Linked DNA regions of Lactuca sativa: region 2 is linked to region 1. Evidence: chromatin contacts called from public Hi-C data. All regions are on one chromosome and are shown on one strand. The core of a region is the stretch at or near the end of the contact, and the rest is flanking DNA. Distances in the headings are between cores, read along the strand shown.

Region 1 (7,505 bases), core at 335-2,834:
CGGTGGTGGTGTCCGTGATGAACAATGCTGGTGAGGGACCAACTATGAAAGAGATTTAAACCATAGGGGTCGTTCGTGTAATTTAGAATAATTGGTTAAAAACTAACGATAATAACTTAATCTACATGTACAATAAAAGTTAGATGGCCTATTGCGCAAATATATATATATATATATATATATACATATATATATATATATATATATAATTAGTCAAATTAGACAAAACATATAAGTTCATCGTGCTACAGTGACAAAATTTGTGTTGTATTACTAACACCCATTAATGTTTGTATGCTAATTGTATGTTTGTTTGTTAATTGACGATAATTGGGTCGAAATTTTTAGGTTGCTACATCTTATATAATTATAAAGATGTTAATATTTCAGAATGATCTGGTCTCATAAACAAACACTATAACACAAACACATCAGAGTCATAAATAAACAACCCTTCCATTTAATCATTTCAAGAAACCGCTTTTCCTCCAAAAACCATTAACACCACTAGTTGAGTTTTCAGGCTTCTAGAAACTAGTGATGATGATATATAGTTGCGAGCGATTTGCACAAAACAAAATCTCTAATATAAAAATGGGTGTTAAAGATATAAAAATGTAAATTCTTATAAGGTCAACATGTATTTTGCTAATTTGACATTTAGATTTAATGATATGCTTTATCCTGTCAACTCCAAAACTAATTATCAAGACTTGAATACTTTAATCTTTAAAATGGTTTTTGAATTCTCAGACACTAAAGACTAAAAACTCATGTATATTTTATAAACATGATGATCAGATAATATCCGTTTAAACCCATACTAGATTATGAAATACAAACAATGATGATATTTCCCAAATTGACGACACCCATGGCTATGTTTGCATTTATATTCAACCAATATTTATATACGATTACCCGACCAATTAATGTAAAACCATTAAGAAAGCCATGAAGTGCATGTGACACCCCGAATAAATTCCTAAAACTTGACACATTATGTTGACACACCAGATACATATTCTAAGTTTATTAACTACAACTTGGATTATGGTAACATACATACGTCATTAACTTTATTTTTTCTAAAACGGATTTTGAAACTTTTTTTTTAATAAAATGGGTAAATTACTAATTAGAGACTATTATAGACGAGTTACGACGGTAGTTTTCTAGACAATTAAAGACACCATATTATTTAAATTTACGAAAATTAAATCAACTTAAATATTAGGTTTTGTTTTATATATAAGCTATATTTATTATACTTTGCTTTGTACATAAATTTAGTAGTAAAAATAATATTAATGTAATTTATTAATAAAAATAAAGGATTATCTATACTATACTTTATAATAAATACCTTAATTATATTTATTCTTTTAAATAATAATAATAATAATAATATAATTTAAGCGTGATTATATTATAAGTAATATGTAAATGATGCATTGTTTTTAATTTTTTTTTTTTCGTTTGCATTAAAGATTGGAGCACTTTTGTTTTGAATTTTATTTATTATAAATTATAAAATAAAATTAAATATAAATAAGGGAGGTGGTAATAAGAAGAATTTCCCTTTCTCTCTCTCTCTAGTCTCTAGACTAAAACAAACCCTAGCATTCTATTTCTCTCTCCGGGGTAAAAATATATAAATTAAAAAAAGTTAAAATAGAAAAATAATTCGGCAAATGATCTTCAATTAGGGTTTCGAATCAGAGGTCTGTTTTTGGGCGTATCAAATTCCCTGGTTGAATCATCCAAATTGAGGCTATATCTCTTCTGATCTTCACCGTTTCGATGTTATCCATGAAAGGTACGCATGCGATACCTACTTCTTTTTGATTGTTTTCTTTTGTGAAAATGACTATGCTTCTTTGTGTTAGTTACGGAAGTTTTGTGGAAAATTTTATGGCCCTTGATTTACTTTGTTGTTTTATGTTGTAAATTTCTGGTATACAGATCTGGAAGTGGGTTTAAGTTGTGTCAGATGGGATAGATGAATTGGGGGTTTCGGTGTGGGGCGTTCAAATTGAGGGATTGTTGATGGAGATTAGTGTAGGAAACTCAGGAGGTAGTAAAACAAAGTCGTTGGATCTCAAAACACTTTATAAATCGGAGGTGAGTAACAAGGGGGAGCCTGTCAAGAAGGAAACGAGTAGTTGGCTGGGAAATGGTGAGGGAGCGGAGGCAAAGAAGAGAAAGAACAGGAATGAGGTGGCTATTAGTAGCTTTGAGGATCTGGCAGAGAGGAAAAGGGTTAAGCATGGCATAGATGATATTGAAGTTGATGGGGCTGATTCATGTTCTGCTCAGTCATCTGGGCTTGCTCAGAAGATTAATGGTGGTGCTGGCTTGAATGCCATTGGTGTTAATATTGGTAGTGACAGCCATGGTGTACTTATTCCAAAGCGTCCACGGGGAACAGTTGGGCGGAGTAAGTTTGCTAAGAGTCATCTTCTTAAACCATCTGCATCATCAGATTCTGTTGAAAAGGTTACCAAGCTGAAGGATGAGGTGAATGAAGATATGCAGGATGAGGTTTCTGGCAGGGATGAACCTGTGGATAGTAAGGCCTCTTCTGCAGAACAGATTATTAAGTTAAACGGTAACAATGAGGTTGATCAGAAGGGAGTGGTTGATTCCAAAGGGAATCAAAAACAGGAATCAACCACAGTTACTTCAAATCTGCATGAAAAGAACGGTAAGCCGGATGTTTCACTGGAAATTCCACAGGAAAATGTTTCTAGTGCAGATGCACACGTAAACAGTAGCTCATTGGGTTCCGAGTTAAAAAAAGAGATTGATGAAATTCCACAGGGCAAAGTTCCTGGTGCAGATGCATCCCTAAGCAGTAATTCTACTTCTGCTGACCAGATGGGTAAGTTAAATGGAAATTCCAAGGGTCAACCTAGAAACAATGTTAAGAGAAAGGGAATAATAGATGGTAAGCAAAAGGAGGATTCTGCAGCAGTTGATCTTGAGAAGGGAGAAGGTACCGAAAAAGATTCATCTTCTAAAAGAAACAGGAGCAACCATAGGAAAAGAAAGTATCTGGGATCAGGCAATGAGGCATCTGTTGAGAAAAACGTTGGTGCATGTGACCTTGATCCTGATGATGATCTTGAACAGAATGCAGCTCGGATGCTTTCATCTCGTTTTGATCCTAGCTGTATTGGATTTGCATCAAAAAACAGAACTTGTGCTTCTGCTGAATTATCTGTGAATGGGGGGGAGTCTCTTTCAGAAAAACCTACTGCTTCAGATGCTGATGCTGATGCTGATGCGGCAGACAGAGTGTTACGCCCCAGGAGACAGCAGAAAGGTAAGGGGGCCTCTAGAAAGAGGCGCCACTTCTACGAAGTACATTCTGATGACATGGATGCTCACTGGTTCCTGAACAGAAGGATTAAGATCTTCTGGCCTCTAGATGAAAGTTGGTACTATGGCCTGGTAAACGATTATGATGCAGAAAAAAATCTTCATCATATAAAGTATGATGATCGGGATGAAGAATGGATTAGTCTTGAAAATGAAAGATTCAAACTATTGCTTCTTCCTTGTGAAGTTCCACAAAAGCCAAGCCTTAATAAAGATACAGATACCCACAAGAAAGACAAGGGAACCAGATCCTTTCACATAAAAGACGAGGCCTTTATGGCGACCCATATGGAATCAGAGCCAATCATCTCATGGTTGGCTCGTCCTTCTCATCGAGCTAAATCGTCTCCTTTGAAAAAGCAAAAACAATCACATGTTATTGATAGAAACATGCTTCTTCTGGAAAGAGAAACCGACAAGCCGAACTGCACTTCTGTTTTTTTAAGCACATCAAAGGAAAGCTCTAATAGCAGTGAAGGACATCTACCTATTGTTTATGTGAGAAGGCGAAACCGCAGGTTTAGTGATGCATCATGTGTACCGTTTGTTGCATGGTCACTAAATAGTGCAGGTGGGTTGAAGTTAGATACAGCATTGATAGAATCTAAAAAGTTTGAAATATGCATATCACTTTGGCCTATGTTGACATACGTACTTGGGGCGGACATATTATGGTTATTTTCCCGTCTATTGCTGCTTCAGTATGGAACCATGGTTGCCATGTGGCCTACTGTTTTCATGGAGGTGCTGTTTGTTGATAATATTGTTGGGTTGAGGCTGTTTCTTTTTGAAGGCTGCTTAAAGCAAGCTGTGACCTTTGTTTTCCTAGTCATGAAAGTGTTTTGTGAAGCTGAGAAAGACGAGTCTATCAAACACCAAGTTCCAGTGACATCAATAAGATTCAAACTTTCTTTCTTTCAGAACTTCAGAAAGGAGAAGGTTTTCGCGTATTATAGTTTCTCAAAGGTGAGAGATTCTAACTGGCGGTATCTTGATTCTGAGTTGCAGCCACATTGTTTACTTACAAAACAGCTGTCTCTTCCTGAGTGCACATATGACAATGTTAAACTACTGGAAGCTGGAACACAACAGTCACAAATACCTTTTGCTGCTCAAACTGCTTACTTTGAGGTACTATCGATTTACTTTAATTCCTTACAACCATGTTTTAATATTTAATTTGATATACGTATGGATTGATTCTTTCATGCAGGTTTTCCATAAAAAACCAAATCTTGGTGCTGTGATCAGTAGCAGTCCTAGATCACCGTGCAGCCCTGTACCTGGGAGTCGGCCTTCAACAATTTACAGTTTGAAAAATGGGAATCTTCCTCCATTTGCTCTTTCATTTTCTGCTGCCCCAAATTTCTTCCTTAGCATGCATCTCAAACTTTTATTGGAACGTAGCATCGATTCATTGAGCCTTCAAGACCATGATTCTCTTCACCCCCCACAGGATACTTTCCATCAACATGCAGATGATGATGATGATGAGAGCCTTTCTAGTGGATCTCCTGCCATTGATGAGAAGCCAACCCAACTTGTTCTTGATCCAATTTCTATCTCTTCTAAATCTGGTCAAATTAGTGTTGAAATCCCGGCATCTGATGAAATTTACATGGATTGCCAGAAAACACCTGGCGCTGATGTGGCTTGGAATCTAAGTGATGACATCATCTGCAGCAGCCCTCCTAACCCTACAGCCCCTAGAAGTTTGTGGACTCGCAACAAATCATGGGCGGATGGGAAGGCAGATTTTATTGGGAATGGATTCAGCAATGGGCCTAAGAAGCCAAGAACTCAGGTCCAGTACACATTGCCTTGTCGAGAGTTTAATTTTAAGAATAATAAAGGAGGGCATAACCAGACTGGTCTTCCTTACCAGAGAATCAGGAGAGCAAACGATAAGAAAACATCAGGACCAGATTCTTCTTCTAAAGGACCTCGAAGGAACCTGGAGTTGGTGGCCTGTGACGCGAATATATTGATCAACGATGGGGATAAAGGGTGGAGAGAATGTGGGGCAAGGGTATTTTTGGAAGTTGCTGATCAGAACGAGTGGAAACTTGCAGTGAAATGTAGTGGGGTGTTGAAGTATGCACATAAGGTGCACCAAGATTTACAACCGGGTTCAACGAACCGCTACACTCATGCGATGATGTGGAAAGGAGGAAAGGATTGGGCACTTGAGTTCCCAGACAGGGGTCAGTGGGTTCTTTTTAAGGAAATGCATGAGGAATGTCACAATAGGAATATACGAGCAGCATCCATAAAAAACATCCCGATTCCTGGTGTTCGTTTGATCGAGGATTTGGTTGATGATCAAGAAGAGGCGCCTTTTGTCAGAAGCTCATGGTACTTTCGCCAGGTCAGAAATGATGTTGAAATGGCCATGGATGGATCACATGTTATGTATGACATGGATAGTGAAGATGAAGAGTGGGTTTGTAGGAGTAGGAGTAGGGAAAATGAAATGATCTCTGATGAGGTTTTTGAGAAGGTTATGGATATGTTGGAGAAGCTTTCGTATGCTCAGAAACGTGATCACTTTACATCCGGAGAAATTGAAGAGCTGATTGCCAGAGTAACTCCCATGCAAGCCGCCAAAACCATTTACGAGCATTGGAGGGAAAAGAGGCAACGCAAAGGAATGCCACTAATCAGACATCTCCAGGTGTGTATTATTATTTTTTTTTAATGAAATCAAAAAATCAAAATAATACTTCACTGCCTAAATCGATAAATAACCGGGAAAAAAAATAAATGGTGCAAAAGCGTATAATGGTTGGTTTAATAATCACTACAGAACTTAGTTATGCAACTAAATGATTGGTGTGCAAGTTAGAACCAGGTTGTATGCCATTACTTGGGACCGATATCACTCATTATTCATGCACTGCTACATCTATATTCCTGCTTCTGTTAAATTGTATAATTGCTTCGGTAACCTTTATATTTTTTCACATTGTTTGTGTTGTTAAGTTCAGGCAGGTAATAGGATAACCATATATGTTCGGTAACCTTTACATTATCATAATCATGATCTCTTTTAAGCATAAGTGAGCAAATATAAAAGGCATAATGCCATAAAAAGCCTTAAGTTTGGCCAGAAATGTCGGTTTTACCCTCCGACAGATTTTTAACTTGCCATTTTTTTGTCGCTTTTGCCATTTTTACTTGTAATAGCAGGTTATCATGAAATATTATTTGCGAAAAAGCCCTTAGTTCACAAATATTTTGCAAAAAAACCCTCAAGATTATAAACATAATATATATATATATATATATATATATATATATATATATATATATATATATATATATATATATATATATATATTCAAAAAAATGGCAAGTTTGCCGCATATATTCAAAAAAATGGCAAGTTTGCGGCATAAATGAACCAAAAATCCGTCGAAGGGTAAAACCGACATTTCTGGCCAAACTTAAGGCTTTTTATGACATTAATATAAAAGACACTGATTCAGGAACAAATGAAAGATGCTCAAATGTTGTATCATCCTGCTGCTGTTTGTATGGAGAAATAGAACTCCAAATCTAATGACTATGAACTTTTTTGTAGGCCTAGGAGAATTTTAGTATTACATATGAATATTGGTTTTTATAGATAGTTATTAGTTTATAAGATAAGGAGGGTGTATGATTAGGAATTCTTGAACTTGGGATTAGGGGTTGGTAGATTTATATGTTGATAGTGGATTTGGTATGACGTGCAAACACATACAGTTCTTTTGTGTGCTTCTTGTTACAATGTCCTGTTCCTTTTTGTGATATAGCCTGAAATACTGAAATTGGCACTGGTTCCAATATGAAACTGAACAAGTCCAGGGCCAATTTAACACGCTTAAAAATCTAGGGGTCATTCTGCAAATGTTAGAAAGCTAAGGGCTCAATCTTCAAGTTATTGGTAGTGTAGTGATGTTATGTTGCAAATTTAGGTAGATTTCATAAATTCCAGGTGTCTTTTTGATGTACATGTGCATTTATAATTTATATAATAGGTGCCTTGGAATATCAAATATAAAATGTTTGACATCAAAATAAATACTAGTAAAAACCACTTCAGTAGTTCAAATATTGCATTAATAACTTGTACATCA
Region 2 (7,231 bases), core at 2,150-4,649, 430 kb before region 1:
ACAGTACAGGGACTGCAATCCATTAAATAAACATTCACATGCTAATATTATGTAACACGCTAACATTACTGCTAACGTCATACAAATTACAAAGATGAGGCAATCAGATTCAGAATACAGATATACCAATCTTGCATCACCGTGCCCAAACTACCTTAATAGATCACATAAGCCAACCCTGAAATTAGTAAACACTAAACTATTTTTTAGAAATCATACAAGATTCCCATCAAATACGAAATAAAGAAACCGATCTGGTTATAGTTTAGACTACTTCGGTCCATGACCCGGATATAAACTTAGGGTTTTCTAATTTAAAAAAATATAATGTAGTTTCGAATATGAACTATATACAGTTTTCTAAAAACTCTAGAACCAAACAGAATATTACCAGTCATACTACACTTGCAAATTCAACCTAGTGGATGGTAATTGATGAAGAATTGAAACAAACAATGGATGATTGATGGAGAAAATTGGAATTGATGAATGAAACAAAATAGAGAATACAATCTCCTGATCATAGGATGAATCCCAATCCCTCTCTCAAAAGTGTAGCCAATGAGCCAATCTCACTCTACAGACTAATACGAATCTAAGATATTTCTGCCTGACTAACAATGCAAACCTGCCCTCTATTTATTAGCAAACCCCTAACAAACTAAAATTACCCTTTTAACCTTCAAATATTTAACCATCTAATTCCTATCAGTAAGACAAGAAAAGAGGTTGATATATATGGATCAACTTTGAAACAGGTTTGAGAAGATGGCACCAATTTACAAGAATATAATTATGTATCAGCTTCATAATACACCCCACGGAACATGACTGAAAGCCTTTTACAAATTTTCACAAGGAATACCAGCAATATGTACAAAATATGGGGAACTGATAAAGGCCTCTATTAATATTCCCATAAGCTTTTGTAACCTTGCCCCATGACCGCATATGTAAACTAAAACTAGGGTATCTGAAGTCTATAAACTTCAGTAAAAAATTTTGTTACTATTGCATACCTGTTTTTAACATGGAATCAGAGCAAATAACAAAAACTGAACCAGTGCTCCAAGTAAGTATTCACAGTTATATAATAACTGTCCATGGGAAACATGAGTGCAGCCTAGTTAAGAAAACTAAATAGATTACCATATATATTGGCTTACTAACACAACTAAGCCTTTTCTTTCAGAAGTATCATAATTGCGTGACTTTTTTAGATAAGAATCTAAGATGGGAAAGAAGAGACTTTGTTTGTTATTGAATCAGAAAGAATACTCTTAAAGGGTGTGACCGAACCAGATTTTAGTACTCAATGAATATACCACATTCAAGAAAGGTGATATCAGCAAATACATAAATAATACCACGTTAACTTGGTGATCATAACATAACTACCCTTATTAAGAGTTAAGACCTAGAGTAACCTACTAAGATGCATTGATGAGATGAGACTCAAGATAAAGCTTACTTGTATTTAGTTGTATCTTATGTTTAAAAAAAAAAAAAAAACAGATACAACCAAAACATTTTGGAGGAACAGAAAGAACAGACTGCTGGAAACAAAACCTAATGAGGTATTTGACCTTATATAATATAACAGTCGAGGAAGACTCCATCCATCCCAGAAGTAATGCAAGATAATGCAGTGGATCAAAATAGTATGAAATTCGAGTAAATGTCTATTTTTCGCTTAGTAACTTCAAAATTGGCTCTTGCATAAGTGTTAGGCACATAGGAGATTGCTTGTAGTCTTTATTAGGAGATTCCGCAATGGTATATTACTATTACATCCATAAACAAATAAATCTATTAACAGGGGACTTTTATTTTTATGTGATGTTTGGGTCGTTAAGCATAAAAAATAATGGCAAGGGTATGGTTGGCTTAATCGCTTTAGGTCCAACCTTGAACTCAGATAACAACGACAATTACCAAATACCAACTTCAATGAACCATATACAAGTAAGTTATCATCAAATAAATGATAAACCACATACCTATTTAATAGGAAATATATAATTGGTTTGCTAATCAACGCCTCTCTCTCCCTTACAGCTTCCTCTGATGTACTTGCTTCCAAGCCCCATATCTCTTGTAGAGCTGATAAACAATTTGCAACCACCTGCACAGTTTTACAATATTTAATAAATTGATTCTTAAACTGTTGCATTAGATAAACATTACTGGACACTTCCGCCACCTTAATCTATTTTTAAATTAAACTAGTTTTGCCAACAGCTGTAGAAATGTAACTACTGGAACATGACGACAATTTACAAAATCAACTCACCTGGGCATCTGGATCATTAAGCATTAAATGTTTAAGAAGAGCTGGGAAATCAGCATCCAAACAAGTAGAAGCAGATATATGATACAACTTGAGCACCCCTACAGCTGCAACCATCCTCACATAACTATTCCCATCTTTCAACCCAGCACCTAATGGCCCTACCAAGTACTCCACCAGATTCGGCACTCGAAGAGAACACAAACTCCTCAATGCCAACCCTCTTATCATTGGGTCTTCATCCTTACAATCTCTTTGAAGAAAGTTTATCGTAAGCAGGGCAAGATCAGGATTATACTTGGCATAGTTACCAACATACAGGTAACACATTTTCTTCAAAACAATATCTGAAGTAGCCGAGCACATCACCATCTCGCTGAAAACTGAGGATACATCAATCCCGACAGTCATGTATGAGATCACCTTCTTGAAGAGATCTCGTTTTGAGTCATCGGTACCAGGTGCCCGACTCCCAGCCAGCTGTCGAAGCTGCATCTTCAGATCCGAGACCTCCCCTTTACTGTTGGATTTTGGAATTGAACATGAATTAGAAGTATCATTATCATTATGCTTATTATGAGCTAAATCTGAATCACTAAGTCCAGTGTGCGATTGTGATTGTGATTGTGGCGGTGTTCGCCCAAACGAGAAAGAAAACTGCATCCTTTTCTTCATTAATTTCAAGTAATTAGGGTTTCACACTAACTTTTTCGGTCATATAACCTAATAAGTGTGTGCGTATAGCTGAAGTCTAATTCGATGGATCCAAAGACTTGGAATAAAATCAAAAGGCAAAATAAACAGAATATTCATACGTATAAGATTGTACAATTTGGTATAATATGGATCAAGAAAATTATGTATTTGTGTCTTGTGAGAAAGAGTGCGAAGGGTAACAAATACCCGGAGGGTTGAGAAGGCGAAGGAGATCGCTGAGATTGAGCCGGAGGAGCCATTGTTCGATCGCTGAGAAAGAGTGCGATGTGGCTTGTGAGCGTAATCGATCTGTAGGTAACAGCGTCAACTTTCACGGGCGAGAAGCCTTGAGCCCTTGATTACGGTGGACGATGTTGTTCGAGTGTGTTACGTTCTTGGATACATGAGAAAAAGACGGCAAAAACAAACATTTTTTATAATAAGTATCGTATGATTTACTGCTATTCGTTTACCACTTAATACCTTTTAAATACAGGCATGTCTAAAACTTTCCAACTAAGTGTATGTTTACCTCTTATTTTTGTATGGTGTTTGGATAAATAGTTTTTAGTTTATTAGTTTATTGCTTATTGCGGTGGAAATAAACATTTTTTTAAAATGTGTTTGGATTAACTTATTGCAGTGGAAATAAGCAATAAGCATTTTAAGTGTTTGGCAAACAAAACAGCTTATATGAGTAAAATAACTAATAAGCAATAAGCATTCCCCCTTATTTATTAAAATCAGCTTATTTAACTTATTCCTACCGTAATAAGCTAGTTTTTAAAGACTCATATCCAAACACTTAGGCCTCGTTTGTTTTTCTATAAAAGTACTTTTTGAGCACTTTTCCCTTCTGGTGGGTAGACGTTTTGCAAGTGCACGTCTTCTTCCGCAAACTTGGAAAAAGACAAAAGATATTTAACCACTTCCAAAACAAAAAACACCTTAAATTTGCTTATTGCGGTGGGATTAAACAATAAACAACCTATTTTTTTCTTATCCAAACACCCCATTAATCTTAAAATAACCTCTTATTTGGTCAGACTCTTGGCCACATTTGAAAAGAAAAAAAAAAGGCACGCTTCCCTTTTTGCCCTCTACCTTACCGTCTCTGCTTATTCTCTTCCCACTACTGAATAACTCATCCCTCTTCTTTCTATGCCCTCTTCAATGTCTCCATGCCCAACCCTCTCGGTCGAACTTGTCATACACCACCGGTATGAGACCTACGGCGCCACCGTCCCAAACCCCCGGTCCGACAGCAAGTCATCAGGTTTGGCTTTCTTTCTTCTCCAATCGTTGAAATTCTATCACTCCTAAATTTTCTGAAACTGAGCTTATGAAATCAATTTCCCCAACAACCACCACCAATCAATGCCTTCCTCCGGTCTTTCTCCATCGGTGTGGTTTTCATTCTCTAATTTTGAAATCGATTTTCTCATAATCGAGTTTTGAAATTGATTTTCACCATAGGTATTAATTATGTTTTTTGTGTAGGAAATTAATGAACGGTAGTTGGAATTAGGTATAATTATGTTGATTCATACTTGATCGGTCCTTCCTTCCTCATGTTTTCCATTGATTTGTGGTGATTTTGTTCATTTACAAATAGAATTTTTATTAAAAAGGTGCTCCTAATTGCTAATATAATGTGTTGATTTTGTTCATTTCCTGAAATTTGTTACTGATCTGGTTGTTATGTACTGATATATTGTTGATCTTTAAAATGTGATAATGTTGTTGGTGAAATCATATGTGTTGCTTTGGGTATAATCAAGAAATTATAGTGTTATTTGATTTGGATTTATGTTTAATTTTGATTTATGTTTAATATGAATTTGGTTATTTTATTAAAAAAATCGTTAAATTAAGCAAAAAGATAACATATAAGGGTAAATTTGTCATTTTCATAATTCAGCACTGCAATTCAGAGGTTTCAACCAAACAACATTTGAAAATTCAAATCTTAAAAATGTTGGATTAGTATTTAAGTCCATAACTATTTTGGTATGTACTTGACCCGATTATGAGCATGGTCCTTTTGGGTTGCCTTCACCATAGCAATATGTAGGATGAATTAAGGAGAGAAAGGTTTAAATATGATTTATTAATATATTATGAGAATAATATATTAAAGGAGAAATCATATTGTTTAGTTAATATTAGTCAATAATTAATTATGAATTAATTTTGTGGCTAAAAGAGATTAATTAAATTTAGGGGACTGAACTGCAATTATTGGATAATTGAGTTATTGGGCTAAGGAATGCTAAAGGAATAAGGGGTGAACGAAATTATGATGGAAGCCCATCATATTTTCGTCCATGGCCTTATCCAGAAGGTTCCATGGGCTGCTTAGAGTTTAAGCTGTCCATTAGGGTTTTGACTGAAACCCTAGCAACCCACACAAGTATATAAAGGACCCCTTAGGCCCCAAAAACGTGGACAACTGATTCTCTAGGGTTTCTAGTCGTTTTTGGGCAGCCTCTTTCCTTCTCCTCTTCATCCAAGTTGTATATGGTGTTTGTGACTCCATTAGAGGTGCAGCACTTGAGGCACTAAGCTTTTGAAGCCAATCCAATCAAGGAATTGATTGTTATTGCTATATAACAATCAAAGGTAATTCTATATACCCTAATTCAGTTTATAATATGTTAGATCTAAGTTTATTAGTCTTGGATTCAAAGCATGTACAATAGAGAAACCTAGATCCGAGCATTAGGGTTTGTATGAGCACATAGGATTGTTTCTTATGCATAAAACCCATCAGTGGTATCAGAGCCTTGATTGGTTTCAGTTGTATGTGATGCTTAACTGCTTTATTTGATGAAAAATCGAGTTTTTGGCCCCTGCTCGACTCAACTCGGCGAGTCAGTATCTGGACTCGGCGAGTTGACCCCTACTCGGGTTTTGGCTGCTGTTTTGACTTGGACTTGATGCTTAATTTGTTTTATGAAGTTAAAATCCGAATTTTATCTTAATTAAGTGTTTATCCATGCCAGAACAATAGATAATTTCAAATCTTTTAAATATTGGTTGTTTATATGATAAATATGGATTATTTCAAATTATTTGGTAATTATCTAGTAACTAAAATAAGATTAGGTCAAATATAGATAATTATGAAATTAATTGTTTAATTTGAATTATTTGTTATTTGATCCCTAATGTTTTGAAATGTTTCAAAACTTGCCCTCAAGTTTTGGAATTTAAAAGTTGATTATAAGTTTAATTTTGAAATGTCAAATTCTAAAACCCTAATAATTTGAAAAGGTTCAAATCCCCCCCTTATGGTTTTATTAATTAATTAAAGTGTATAATTAAAAGTGATTTAATAAATCCATAAAGTTTTTGGTTTACATTTAATTAAATTAAAAGTATAATTTACTAAGTTAAACCACCTAGTATTTTAAAAGTGTAAAATACACCCTATACTATATATAACATTAAAAGTCTAGTATTATATATGAGTAAACAGTCAATCTTACCGTTAGTAGGCCTCATTCACGAAACTGGTCTATAAGGGGTGTTTAAGGAAATTGTCTATAAAATGGCGATTGAATGGGTATCCACTCTTACCCACCGCACTCTTGACTAGTGGAGGGTCGTTAGCCGAACGGGTAGGATAGGACAGAAACCTTCCATTATAAGTATAATGAAGTACAAAGTAACTAAATGCTTTTTCAAATTCCCAAATCATAGTTACTTTAGGAAAAATGTGAAATTGTATGCTAATCCTTAGAATTACATTTCGTACCCCTGTCAAACGTTAGTGGAGCGTGTGTGGTTAACCGGCACACTAATTTGGGGATGACATTGGTAGCGAAGGGTGACTCGATGTTTGTCATAGATCAATGGAGCGTGTGTGGCTAACTGGCACATTGATTAGGTGATAGTAGCATTGGGTGCACCACGTGATTCGTATGGTTATTCACACCTTGTTTGTGATCCTCAGCATCCTAGTCACAAATAGTAGGGCATAATCGAGATTAAACATGCCATTGAAAAGTTCAATGAATCTCAAAAGATCTAGGAGTTTCAATTCATTTAAAACTTAATCTTCCTTTTCGTTTTTCATGGTGGAAATTGGTAAATCGTCATTTACCTACCTTCAAATATTTTGCAACTAGATTACGGCATCCCTTTTATAGGTTGTAGAATATTGTGTTGGATCCTAGCTTGATGTTTCATTTGGGTGTTACATCAAGAATTCTAATCAACATAACTTGAATTTTCTCCCGT

What was found. A called contact is a pair of places that touch in the nucleus more often than the background predicts.
Region 2: a contact with region 1 is called in a Hi-C map of leaf, with 7 times the contacts expected there. The contact joins the promoter of LOC111901521 here to the promoter of LOC111911664 in region 1. A contact is called at or near these places in 2 of 4 Hi-C or Micro-C datasets (leaf and seed).

What each region holds. Positions count from the first base shown.
Region 1 is chr5:113,470,956-113,478,460 of Lsat_Salinas_v11, reverse strand. It overlaps LOC111911664, which reads left to right and starts at 1,584. Exons shown (of 5, transcript XM_023907415.3): 1 at 1,584-1,819; 2 at 1,966-4,515; 3 at 4,598-6,058. The coding sequence starts at 2,050.
Region 2 is chr5:113,905,676-113,912,906 of Lsat_Salinas_v11, reverse strand. It overlaps LOC111901521 (beta-adaptin-like protein A), which reads right to left and starts at 3,399. Exons shown (of 11, transcript XM_023897381.3): 1 at 3,194-3,399; 2 at 2,294-2,810; 3 at 2,001-2,125. The coding sequence starts at 3,246.